2 separate regions of the Pan troglodytes genome follow, and region 2 is linked to region 1. A link is a contact called in public Hi-C data. All regions are on one chromosome and are shown on one strand. The core of a region is the stretch at or near the end of the contact, and the rest is flanking DNA. Distances in the headings are between cores, read along the strand shown.

Region 1 (6,779 bases), core at 2,531-5,030:
CCATCTCACTGCAACCTCTGCCTCCCAGTTCAAGCATTTATCCTGCCTCAGCCTCCCGAGTAGCTGGGATTAGAGGCCCACGCCACCACGCTCAGCTCATTTTTGTACTTTTAGTAGAGATAGGGTTTGACCATGTTGGCCAGGATGGTCTCAAACTCCTGACCTCAATTGATCCACCCACCTGAGCCTACCAAAGTGCGGGACTACAGGCCTGAGCCATCGCGCCCGGCCTGTTTTTTTGGGTTTGTTTTGTTTTTTCTTTTAAGAGACAGTCTTGCTTTGTCATCTAGGCTGGAGTGCAGCGGCCTGATGATCATAGCTCACTGCAGCCTCAAACTTCTGGGCTCAAGCAATCCTTCTGCCTCAGCCTCCCAAGTAGCTGGGACTACAGGTACACTACCACGCTTGGCTAATGTTTTTACATTTTTTTTAAGAGACGGAATCTTGCTATGTTCCCCAGGCTGGTCTCAAACTCCTGACCTCAACCAATACTCCTGCCTCGCCCTCCCAAAGTGCTGAGATTATTCTAATTTTCTACAGCTCAGTACTAGTTTGGCACCTAAGCGCACTTAGTAAATTTTTTAAATGATTCCCTAGTATTTTCTATTTTCTATTTACTATAGTTCATTTTTGAAAAATCTGTTTGCAATCCACTAGGTTTATTTTACAAGCTTCAGTGGGTCTCAGCTTTCAGTTTAAAAAAGCAATAGAACCAAGCACAGTGGTTCACGCCTGTAGTTCTAGCACTTTGGGAGGCCAAAGCAGGAAGATTGCTTGAGGACAGGCATTCAAGACCAGCCTGGGCAACATAGGGAGATGCTGTCTCTACAAAAAATAAAAAAATAAAAAAAAAAATAGCTGGATGTGGTAGCATGTGCCCATAGTCCTACCTGCTTGGGAGGCTGAGGCAGAAGGATTGCGTGAGCCCAGGAGTTCAAAGTTACAGTGAGCTATGATGCACTGGGCAACAGAGCAAGACCCTGTTTTTATTAAAAAATATATATATATAGGATATGTTCTTTGAACATCTCTTATATTCATGATAAGGGTGTACATGTGGTCTTTTCTACATCTGTTCTTTCAGGGAACAACTCCAGACACTTTGCCAGTGGGTTTGTGAAAAAATGTGTCAGCTGTTTCAGTCGTTTTTGCTGGTGTCAAAGGGAACAGCTCTGTGACCCAGTTCACATTATAATACTTGGATGAATAGATATAGCCACAATATAAATAGGAAGATTAATGTTTAGCTCGTACTTCGTTTAACAAAGCTCATGACTCAGCAACCCAGAAAATAGTTTTTAAAACCCGTAGCACTTGTGAAATATTTGCCTAGAGGAAGGGAGGAGAGCATGATTTGATGACTTTTTAAAGAAATCAAAATTAAAGCAATCAAATAATACTCACATTTATATAAGAAATACTTCAATTTACTTTCCAATGAGTAAAATTTTATATTTAATGTTTTAATATTTCATATTTTAGTTTCTTAAAATTATTTACTTTTTCTAAAACCTATTCAAATTAGGTTTAAAAGTCTACTATATATAATTTGAAATTTTATTCAGTTTGCCTACAGGTGTGTTTTAACCACTGTGTACATAGTATTTAATGGTCTGCTTTTTTTTTTTAATAATGGTTCATGTATGAACATCTGTATGTTCATACTTTTCTTGACAAAGTTCTAAAGGTTACTGTGTTGAAGCATACTGAACGATTACTGATAATTTCTATTTTGAGGAACAGGTATGTCAGTTCTTTCTCTCTGTTTGATTATTCTCTCTTTTCCCCTTAGGAATCCAAAAATCCTTGTGGAATGTCTTACTCCTGATTTTCGAGGTGATCTCAAAGCAATAGAAAAAGTTGCTCTGTCAGGATTAGATGTGTATGCACATAATGTAGAAACAGTCCCGGAATTACAGAGGTGAATACGTGTACAAAGTAATGTTGGGAAGTTAGGTGGGTCAAAATATGCCATATATTCTTACCTTTTCCAGGGCTGAACTTTGCCATTGACTTTTACAAAGTAAATTCTATTCTTTTTTGTTTTTTAGGCAAACTCAATCTATGTCTGTTACATAAAAATCAGAAAATATCACCAACAAAAACAGCATAAATATCACCCATAATAGTATTTCCACCCAGCAATATCAGTTACTAACACCTTAGTGTTTATATTATAAACACTATATTTATACTACATATTTGTATTTTTATATTTATAATATACTTAATTTTTATATTACAAACATTAAGATGTTAGTAACTCATATTACTAAGTTACTGTGTGTGTTTTAATACCCACAAATAATGAACATCTTTTTTTCTGTTGTTTTAAAATAATATCATACTGCAAATTTCAATAAGTTGTTTGTTTCCCCCTCCCCACAAATAAAGTTTTCAAAGGAGGGAAAAAATTACACTAGAGCAATTGCTTTGGTTGTAATTCTAAAGAAAAGACTTCAAAAATATATTTGGCTGGATGCTGTGGCTCACACCTGTAATCTCAGCACTTTGGGAGGCAGAGGCAGGCAGATTACCTGAGGTTGGGAGTTCGAGACCAGCCTGACCAACATGGAGAAACCCCGTCTCTACTAAAAATACAAGATAGCAAGGCGTGGTGGCACATGCCTGTAATCCCAGCTACTCGGTAGGCTGAAGCAGGAGAAGAATCACTTGAACTCGGGAGGCGGAGGTTGCAGTGAGGTGAGATTGCACCATTGCACTCCAGCTTGGGCAAGAAGAGCGAAACTCCATCTAGAAAGAAAGAGAAAGGAAAAAAATATATATATATATTTTTTATATTATATATATTCATATTTTTATATATATATATATATTCAGCACTAATATGTGTAATAAATGATACAGAAGAAAAACTCGTGGCTCACGCCTATAATCCTAGCACTTTGGGAGGCTGAGGCAGGCGGATTACCTGAGGTTGGGAGTTCAAGACCAGTCTGGCCAACATGATGAAACCCCATCTCTACTAAATATACAAAAAATTAGCTAGGTGCAGACCTGTAATTCCAGCTACTCTGGAGGCTGAGGCAGGAGAATTGCTTGAACCCGGGAGGCGAAGGTTGCGGTGAGCCGAGATAGTGCCACTGTACTCCATCCTGGGCGACAGCAAAACTTTGTCTCAAAAAAAAAAAAAAGAAAAAAACTCATATCATTCAGATGTACTTTTTTAAAAAAGTAGACACTATGCTTTCTTATTCCTAATAATTTCAGTAATTAAGACTAATCATTGGCAAGTAACACTCATGTAAGAAAAAAAGTAAGGATTGTTATCCACATCCATTCAAATTTTAGAAAAATGAACATTTTAAGCTTCGGGCAAGAGTAATATCATTTTTTTCTTTAATTTTAGCACTTAGCAGTGATTTTATTAGCTTCTACATATGATCTGTGTCATAGAGCCTGAAAGAAGTTACAGTAAACAATAACCACCATTTTCACTAAATCATAAACAGTAGAGACCATAACTTAATTTCAGTGGAGAAATTCTGTTAAAAAGTGATTTCTATAATGTCAGTTTCAGTTATTTTTAAATTCATAAATTTGTTTCTTCTCTTTCCTGTTAACTAGTCTCTAATGAAAAACAATTACAGAAAATAAAGCTGCATTAGAATTGAAATGAAATCCAGTTTAACATCAGAAGCTTTCTGGCCTTTTGGCTTAAAGGATAAGTCATTTAAGCCATGGTGGTTTGGCCATTGTTGAAGTCTAGGACACAGCCTGTTCCAACCTCATCATGATACCACCACCAGTGGGTGCCAGTTTCCCTGGTTTCACTTAAAAACATGATCCTTTCCAGTGAAAATTCCAGAATCATGCATTTCTTTACCTAATATGTGGTAGTGTTGTATACTTACCAGCAGAGGGCAGCTTAGTCTTCAGAAAAGAAATGAACTTGAAAGTTTCAACCCTCTGACATGTGGGTTCAGCTTATTTTTTTCTTTGTTCAGTATGGAGACTCTCTTACTTCTGCTTTTTTTCTTTTCTCTTCTAATTTTTCGCTTCAGAATTCTGGTTTCTCAATGCATAAACTGAAGTAATTTCTTCCATTCTACTTTTCTCTGCCCCAGGCTTGAGATAGAACTAGGGAGCCCAGTGAGGCCTTTTGTTTCCTAAATTAACAGTTAGGCATCTGTGCATAAATGCTACCTTTGAACTATGTGATTTAAGATAATGTGCAGAATGTACTTCTCTGGTCTTTCAGGTTGCTTGCATAACTATGTACTTGGTTGAACTTGTAATTCTTGCTGACAACAGTCCTGCTGTTTTCCAGTAAGGTTCGTGATCCTCGGGCCAATTTTGATCAGTCCCTACGTGTACTGAAACATGCCAAGAAGGTTCAGCCTGATGTTATTTCTAAAACATCTATAATGTTGGGTTTAGGCGAGAATGATGAGCAAGTATATGCAACAATGAAAGGTAAAGAAATTGAAAAATGAAAAATCTTTCCCATGTAATTTGAGTAATAGCAGGAACCCACTCACTTTGAAGGCCCTTCTAAAAACAAAGAAAAGTATATGGTTATAGATGGCAGCATGAAAAGGAAACCAACTTGCACATGCACCCTCAAATCTAAAATACAAGTTAAAAAAAAAAAGAAGCAAAGGAAATAAATTTTCTTGGAATTTCATGGAGTGATATGCATGACGCTCAGGATACAAAATTTATATCCCATTTTATTCCCCATCCTTGCATCCACTGAAAGCATGATTTCATCCACTTTTCTCATTCTATCATTGGACACTTTTGGAGAGCCAGCCTGGTACCAGGCACTGACAGTTCATAGATCAATGAGACTAATCCAGGCCTCTGAGAAAGAGCTTACTTGTAGCATTGTCACATAACATGGTGTGCTTTGGACTTTGCTGAACTTTAGTCCCGTAAGTCCATTTGCTTTGTGATTCTTGGACTTTTTAAACTTTGGAATTTCAAAGTTTTAATTTTAGCTGAGGACCCTTGGACTACTTGTAGTTATTTAGTGGTTCAAAGAGTAATAAGTTCATATAGTAATCAAGACCTGCTGTTTACCACATTGCACACAGTTTATTAGAAAGATTCTGATATGTCATAGTTTAAATCACAGCCCCCATAGCATATCTTGTGCATTGAGTAAAAGCCTAATGCAACATATTTGCTCTATAATATAGGTGCATTGAGGTTTTTGCATATACCATTTCCCATACCTTTTCTACCAAACAGACTCCTACTCTAAAATACCCTCCACTACTATTTTAGCATTGATTCCATAGTATTAGAAGTATTTATCCTTGTATGTATCAGCCCTACATGACTGTCTTAATTATCATTGTTTTCAGTCCTTACCACAGTCCCTGGCACATAATACTTTTGAATGAATAGATGTTGTCTTATTCCCCAACATGAAGATTATGGACTGTCATAAAGTTCACACCGTTTTTAAATATTCCTTAGGAAAATTATGCTTAGATCTACAATTAAAGTATTTGCTAATGTAATTTGTGCTTTTCTTCCTACAGCACTTCGTGAGGCAGATGTAGACTGCTTGACTTTAGGACAATATATGCAGCCAACAAGGCGTCACCTTAAGGTACACGTATCTTGATTTGCTTTTTTTTTTTTTTTTTTTAAAGATGGAGTTTTGCTCTTGTCGCCCAAGCTGGAGTATAGTGGCACGATCTCGGCTCACTGTAATCTCTGCTTCCTGGGTTCAGGTGATTCTCCTGCCTCACCCTCCTGAGCAGCTGGGACTACAGGCGGGTGCCACTACATCCAGCTAAAATATACATATATATAATTTTTTTTTTTTTCTTGACACAGAGTCTCGCTCTGTCACCCAGGCTAGAGTGCAGTGGGGCAATCTCGGCTCACTGCAACCTCCACCTCCCAGGTTCAAACGATTTTCATGCTTCAGCCTCCTGAGTAGCTGGGATTACAGGCACACACTACCACACCCGACGAATTTTTTTGTAGTTTTAGAGACAAGATTTTGCCATGTTGCCCAGGCTGGTCTCGAACTCCTGAGCTCAGGCAATCCACCCGCTTCGGCCTCCCAAAGCGCTAGGATTACAGGCGTGAGCCACCGCACCCAGCCAATTTTTTATATTTTTAATAGAGATGGGGTTTCATCATTTTGGCCAGGCTAGTCTTGAACTCCTGACCTTAGGTGATCCACCCGCCTCAGCCTTCCAAAGTGCTGGGATTACAGGTGTGAGCCACTGCGCCCAGCCCATGTATAGCTTTTGACTCCCAAAAAAACATAACTACTAATAGCCTTCTGTTGACCGGAAGCCATACCAATAACAGTCAATTAACACACATTTTGTATGTTACATGTACTTATATATATATGTATGTGTGTGTGTATATCTGTATACACACACACACACATATATATACACATCTTATTCTTATGATAAAGTCAGCTAGAGAAAAAATTTTTTTAAGAAAATCGTAAGGAAAAGAAAATATATTTACTAGTCATTAAGTGGAAGTGGACCATCATAAAGGTCTTCATCCTCATCATCTTCATGTAGATGAGGACGAGGGAGAAGAGGAGGAGTTAGTCATGCTGTCTCAGGGGTGGCAGAAATGGAAGAAAATCCTTGTATAAGTGGGCCTGTGCAGTTACCATGTTGTTCGAGGCTCAGCTGTATTCTTATAAGTCCCAGTTTTCATTTTATTATCTACATAAATCAGCTACGTTTGCACATATTTGCTGCCTCCCCCATTCTCTTCACAAATTTCACAACTCAAGTGAACCTAGAGAAAAAGAATTTAAAAGT
Region 2 (6,759 bases), core at 1,419-3,918, 590 kb after region 1:
TCCCGAGTAGCTGGGACCATAGGTGTATGCCACCACGCCCAGCTACTTTTTGTATTTTTAGTAGAGACAGGGTTTCACTATATTGGCCAGGATGGTCTCAATTTCCTGATCTCGTGATCCCATCCACCTGCCTCGGCCTCCCAAAGTGCTGGGATTACAGGCGTGAGCCACTGTGCCAGGCCCTATTCTTAAATGTCTTCTTTGAAATTTAAAGAGACACGGCCCGGTGTGGTGGCTCACGCCTTTAATTCCAGCACTTTGAGAGGCCGAGGTGGGAGGCTCACCTGAGGTCAGGAGTTAGAGGTCAGCCTGGACAACACAGAGAAACCCTTCCTCTATTAAAAATATAAAAATTGGCCGGGTTTGGTGGCAGACGCCTGCAATTCCAGCTATTCGGGGGGCTGAGGCACGAGAATCACTTGAACTCGGGAGGCGTTAAGTTGAAGTGAGCTGAGACTGTGCCACTGCACTCCAGCATGGGCAACAGAGCAACTCTAGTCACCGCACCCCCCCCCAGCCCCCCAAAAAAAAGAAATTTAAAGGGACATGAATTTCAATGAGAACTAGCATGATAACCAAAACCTTTATCCCAGATACTAATCTAATGCTGATTGATGCTTCACCCTTTAAAAGACGTGTTGTACTTTTCCCATTGGCTTAGAATTTGAACCAATAAGAAAGGAGGAAATCTTTATAAATATTCACAACCGAAGGCTGATACTGCGAATGTTGAGTGAAGATTGCTTTGTTCTTCATTCCAGTCTCATTTTCAGAACTTTATGGTATTGATGTTCTTCTTATTGCCATAGTAAACAAACTTTAAAAACATTCAGCTTGGGTGTTGTCTTTGTGGCTTGAAATATATTTTCCAATGTTAAGAAGAGTTTATTTCTTATTGTTCTGACTTAAGATTTGATGAATCCTTAACAGATGTTCAAAGGAAAATAATTTAAATGCTAGTTTTTATTATCATGGTGAACATATTTCAAAAACAAAATATTAATTTCCTCGACATCTTTCAAGTTTATAATTACTAGGGTTCTTTCATTTCTAAAGTGGCATATATTACAGTTTTTAGTCTCTTATAATGGTTGTTTAGAGGCAGAGTTAATGTTAGCTTCTCAGCAACAGCTATTTATCTCTTGAGATTCTGGGTTATTACAATTTTTTGTTTTTGAAATTTAATAAATGCATTAAGGGGTTTTTGTATAGTGATTTTTTTTTAAGGATCAACATGAAGTCTGTGATTTAACACTGGGACTCGAGACCTCTAAATACAAAATTCATACAAAAGGAAAAATTCCCCTATTTTTCTATATGGATGGTTTCATCAGAAAATTTATCTTCTTGAGTTCTCTCCTTATATATTACTAGTTTCTTGAAAAAGCACTACAACGTTCTCATTGTGAATAAGTGTTCCAGTTAGACCTAAACGACAAAAACCACTTGCCCCAAATTTACACTCTGTTTAAATTTACACTCTGTTTACAACTGCCATAACAACCAACAATGTATCTTCGATGCAAAGGGACACTTTGTCATGAGGTTATTTCGCTTCTCTATTCTGGGAAAAACCACTGCACGTGGAATGAAAAGTAATTGCAAAGGGAGGGGACGGAGGAAGTAAAAAACAGGCAAAACCACCACCACTACCATCACCACCACCACCACCAACCAGAAAGCAAAGGTGAAAAATTTGCGTACCCTGAAAACACTAAACATTTCACATCAGAACCCAGAACAAATAAACCAGGGAAAGCAGAGTTGAGAGAAAAAAAATGGTGCAGGCTTGGGGACGGACTCATACTACAGCGGTTCCAAGAGGGAAGAGTACGTCTTTGCTTTTTCTTGGCACCCGAAAACTCAAGCTCGAACTGGGGGCAAAGGCCAGCGGCTGCGGTTCCACCGGCTAAGGCGCACACATTCCCCGAGCTCAGACCGCACGCTGGCAGGGCCGATGGGGCTGGGCGGCCTCCCTCCACCCCGTGGCAGTCGCCTACCCCTTTGTCTCCCCGTGGGGCTCCGAGGCCGCGCGCCTGGAAGCCCCCCGCGGGAGGGCCGCGCGCGAGAAGGCGGGTTCCCGTGCCCGCCGCAGCGGCCACGGCCCTAGTCAGGCAATGCCGAGGCCGGTCGCTCGCCTCGCCGTCCCTCCCAACTTGCAGCCTGGACCCCGCGCGCGTCAGGGCTCGTCCCAGCTCTGCTTTCCTCTCTCCCCTCACCCCGCGAGGCCGACCTTGTGTTTGTTTTGTTTTTTGGGGCTCGGGAGAGTGCCGAGGGCTAGAAACAGCTGTGGTTTACCGCGCCGCTTATTTTGGCAAAAATTCCGGGCCTGTTGCAATGTTCCCCAGCGCCAAACAGCTCCCGCCTTCCCCCCCGGCAGAACCCGACACTCGAAGAAGGGCTTGCTCCTCCAGGGACCCCCTGATAAGAAAAGTGGGGACCACGGCCCGCTCTCGGGCGAGCCTTGGGGGGTGGGCGACCGGAAGCAGCCGAACCGGCCGGGCAGGGCTTGCTCTCCAAAGGGAGAGCGGGAGCGGGAGAGGTGGGAGCGCCCGCGGGCTCAAGTCCCCCGGGCCGCCGCGCCGAGGCGGAGCTCAGGGACGAAGCAGAGGTCGTGGCGGACAGCCGGCGGGCTTGGGGGGGGCGCGGTGGGCGGCGATCCACCTGGGCGACGTGGCAGCCATTGCCGGCGCCTCGAGACCCCTCCCCACCCGGCCGCCCACCCGCCCTCTCGCGGCGGGCTTCTGCGCGGCTGCTCTTCCCCGGCCGGACGGAGAGCGGCAGTGTCTCCCCGCCGGGCGCGCTCGCCGTGTCTCCCCCGCGGCCGCAGCTGCTTGCTAGCCCTGCGCGGCGCGGGAGAGCGCAGTGGCGCCGGCGGGAAAGGGCTGCGGACCTGCGGCGCCGCGTTGTGCGTTCGACGACGCGGCACCGGCTTCGACGCCCTCTGCCCGCTCCAGAAGCAGGTAAAGGCGGCGGGTGGGAGGCAGGGAGGCGGGTCCAAGGTGAGGGCCCTGGAGGTTAGGGGTCCCGGGGCTCCGAGCCGAAGCGGAGGGCCTGAAGCAGCGGCGGGCGGCGCGGCGAGTGAACCCCCAAGCCCTGAATGTGGGGCCCGGCGCGGGCCGCCTCCGAACTGACCCGCGGGCCCGGCTGCCCGGACGGAAGGGAAGTGAGGCGTCGGCGAGAGGCGGGCCCTGGCGCTCAGCCCGAGGCCGGGCGAAGGCGGGGGCCGCGGCCGCTTCCTTGGCCTCCGAGTGCCTGGCGGGCCTCCAGGCCCCAGACACACCCCTCTCGACCCCCCGAGGTTTCCTCCCAGATCTGTTCCCGCCAGGACCTGACCTTGCGCCCCTCCAGGCGCCTTAGGTGTTTGCCAGGCGGAGCCTTCTGGGAACTTCAGGCCACCTTCCTGAGCACATAGTCCTAGCAGAGCCGTTTATTTACTCAGTTCAAGTCCAGACACACAGCCACTCACACGTTCGGATTTTGGAGACTGCGGGGAGACTTTCCCCTCCCCGGCATTTGTGTGTCTTTGGCCCTCGTCCCGCCTCCCCTGCCCCCATCTGCAACTTTGTCCCTCAATGGGACCCTTCTAGAGCCCCTCTCTCATCGGGACTCTCTCTAAGCCGTCCGTTTGGAAATTCATCCTCAATAGAGTGAGTCATCTTAGCGGGGGCACAGTTTATCTCTCATGCGCTTTTGGTTAAAATAGTTTTTTTTTTTTCCCTCCGAAAGAGAGCTAGAGTAATAGAATGTAGATGACAGGTCAGTGTCAGTGTTGGCTTCAAAGGCTCTTCCTTTCGGCGGCAGTCTTTGTAACTAGGATCTGATATTTGTGGCACGGACAGGTTTGTACACATTCTCGCCATGCAGTGGTTGTAATGTCTCCATGGCACAGTTCTGGCTTGAAGGCAGGATTGGCTGCTTTTTCTACTCGACATCTTTGAGCCAATCAGCAAGGGCTGCTTGCCTGGAGACTGGTTAACTCAGTAAAGGTGGCCATTGGTTGAGCTCCTAGAAGAAAATCCTGGAGATGAACCTAGCCTCTCAGAAAACAATGACTGATTTGCAGCTGTATTAAAAAAATGTTTTCTTTTAATCCCAACATCAGCCTTTTCACTCCGTTTTTATTACTTCCAGTGTTTTTCTTTCAAACACCAGCTGTCTTTTGTAACTCGTTTTAACTCTCATCCTTTAATTTTAACTAAAAGACGCGCTTTAGGAAATGTAAACATCGTGCGTTCTCTGTTTTGATAAACGTGGTTCCATCTGCCTTTCTAACATTGTTTACTGCTAAAGGTCAGAAATAAACAGTTTTGAGTTTCGCTGCCAGGACCTTTTATTATTTAAGTGCCGTGCTAGGATGGGGGGTAGGAGCGAGGGGCTGTAGTGGTGGACATGGTGGGAAGAATAGGAAATAAATGGCTGCTCTTTTGCAAGGAGGCTACAATTTAGTTAATGAAAAAAGGCTAACCTGTAAAACAATAAAGAATAAAGCAGTTGAAATCAGCACGCAGTACGTACGAATGCCAGTTTGTGTACTTGTTGACTTTAGTTAATTTGAAGGGGAGATAGAAGTACTGTATTTCATAGAAAAAGTGGGCTTAAGTTATGGTAGAGGCATGTTTTTTCCTTCATTAAAGTATATTAAAGTAGGCATAGTATCTTGTATGTACACAGTAGAAGCTAAATATTATCACTGTAGTTGCATGGTTTTTTTTTTTTGGAATTTATTTTAAATCTAAATACTGTTACATAGTTGCATCTTATTTATTTATTTTTTTGAGACAAGGTCTGGCCATATCGCCAAGGCTGGAGTGCAGTGGCACTATCTCAGCTCACTGCAACGTCTGCCTCCTGGGCTCAAGCCATCCTCCCACCTCGTCCCCTAGAGTAGCTGGGACTAGAGGCGAAAGCCACTACGCCCGGCTAATTTTTGTATTTTTTGTAGAGAGGAGGTTTCGCCATGTTGCCCAGGCTGGTCTCAAACCCCTGAGCTCAAGCAATCCACCTGCCTCCGCCTCCCAAAGTGCTGGGATTACAGGAGTGACCACCACGCCCGCCCGGCCGTTTTAAAACGCTGATTATTTTCCTTTGAAAATCTCCCTTTTCATCATGATTAGCCATGATTATGCATGTTTTTTGATATGCAAAGCAGCAACCATTTATTAGTTAATGAATTTCAGAAAAATAGCTACCTACCTTCTTTGCTTTCCTTTCAGCTTTTTATATGCAAAATCATATTGTAAGCCTTGGGAAGAATCAGTTGTCTATTAAATGCCTTTAGAAGTAGTTTATGTTAGGAATTTAAGAAGAGATTGAGCATTTTTTATGTATGTATGTATGTATGTATTTTGAGACAGAGCCTCACTCCGTCGCCCAGCCTGGAGTGCAGTGGCGCTATCTTGTCTCAGCCTCTGGAGTAGCTGGGATTACAGGTGCTCAACACCACACCTGGCTAACTTCTGTATTTTTAGTAGGGATGGGTTTTTGCCATGTTGGTGAGGCTGGTCTGTAACTCCTGGCCTCAAGTGATCCGCCCGCCTTGGCCTCCCAAAGTGCTAGGATTACAGACATGAGCCACCCTGCCTGGCCTTAGATTGAACACTTTTTTGATACCTACCTTGCCTGATAATGAGTAAGCATACATCAAGCCATGTATCATTATCAACCTCATTGCCCTCGTCCTCATAGTAATGAAGTGGCTTATGTGTATGTACACACACATGCACACCAGGTGCTGTTTTAAGCACTTTGCTATGTGATTGTATTTAATTCTTACAACTCTGAGATTTGCAGTATTCTTACAGGGGAGGAGACAGAGACTGAGAAGTATTAAGAAAGTTGCTGAAAGTTACCCAACTAGTGTGTGGGAGTGTTATGTATGTATCAGGTAGGTTTCAGTCAAACTTAGATCTTTGTGACCCAAAACTTTATTCTTTTTTTTTTTTTTTCTTTTTTTAAAGAGACAGGGCCTCACTATGTTGCTCAGGCTGCTCTTGAACTCCTGAGCTCAAGCAGTCCTCCTGCCTCAGCCTCTCAAGGCGCTGAGATTACAGGCGTGAGCCACTGTGCCTGCGCCTTGGGAAGAGTATTTTACTTTCTTACCTATCTCAGCATTGCCCTCCAGAAATTATTTTATTAGAACTGTACATCTAGATTGTGGTTAATCAATTCTATCTGAGCTCTCATACTTCATTTATTTTTTTTGAGATGGAGTCTCGCTGTGTTGCCCAGGCTGGAGTGTGATGGTGCCATCTTGGCTCACTGCAACCTCTGCCTCCCGGGTTCAAGCAATTCTCCTGCCTCAGCCTCCCAAGTAGCTAGGATTACAGGTGCACACGATCACGCCCGGCTAATGTTTTTATTTTGAGTAGTGACGGGGTTACACCTTGTTGGTCAGGCTGGTCGTGAACTCCTGACCTCAGGTGATCCACCCACCTTGCCCTCCCAAAGTGCTGGGATTACAGGCATGAGCCACTGTGCCCGGCCGCACATACTTTAAAAATTAAAAGAGGCTTTAATAAATTTATGTGGCTAAGTAGCTAGATTTTTTTTTTTTTTTTTGAGACAGGGTCTCCCTCTGTTGTCCAGGTTGGAGTGCAGTGGCATGATTATAGCTCACTGTAGCCTTGAATTCCTGGGCTCAAGGGATCCTCTTGCAACAGCCTCCCGAGTAGCTGGGACTATAGGCACATACCGCTGTGCCTGGCTCATTTTTAAAATTTTTTTGTAGAGACAGGGTCTCGCTGTGTTGCCTAGGCT

The links. Hi-C and Micro-C count contacts between places; a contact is called where the count stands out from the background.
Region 2: a Hi-C map of stem cell-derived neural progenitor cells shows a contact between it and region 1, with 5 times the contacts expected there. The contact joins the promoter of N4BP2 here to the enhancer-like site in region 1. A contact is called at or near these places in 1 of 7 Hi-C or Micro-C datasets (stem cell-derived neural progenitor cells) and 1 of 1 datasets of contacts at active chromatin or transcription factors (stem cell-derived excitatory neurons).

The regions. Positions count from the first base shown.
Region 1 is chr3:39,794,176-39,800,954 of NHGRI_mPanTro3-v2.0_pri, forward strand. LIAS (lipoic acid synthetase) reads left to right here. Exons shown (of 11, transcript XM_526552.5): 7 at 1,793-1,921; 8 at 4,292-4,437; 9 at 5,514-5,584. Among named protein-coding and RNA genes, the nearest start is that of LIAS, 10 kb to the left of the region's middle. Within about 2 kb of position 3,781, at least 7 of the 24 cell types and tissues checked have an H3K27ac peak or open chromatin away from gene starts, as enhancers often do. A contact at or near this core is called in stem cell-derived neural progenitor cells, where this site is marked.
Region 2 is chr3:40,381,238-40,387,996 of NHGRI_mPanTro3-v2.0_pri, forward strand. It overlaps N4BP2 (NEDD4 binding protein 2), which reads left to right and starts at 2,669. Exons shown (of 16, transcript XM_009447528.5): 1 at 2,669-2,963.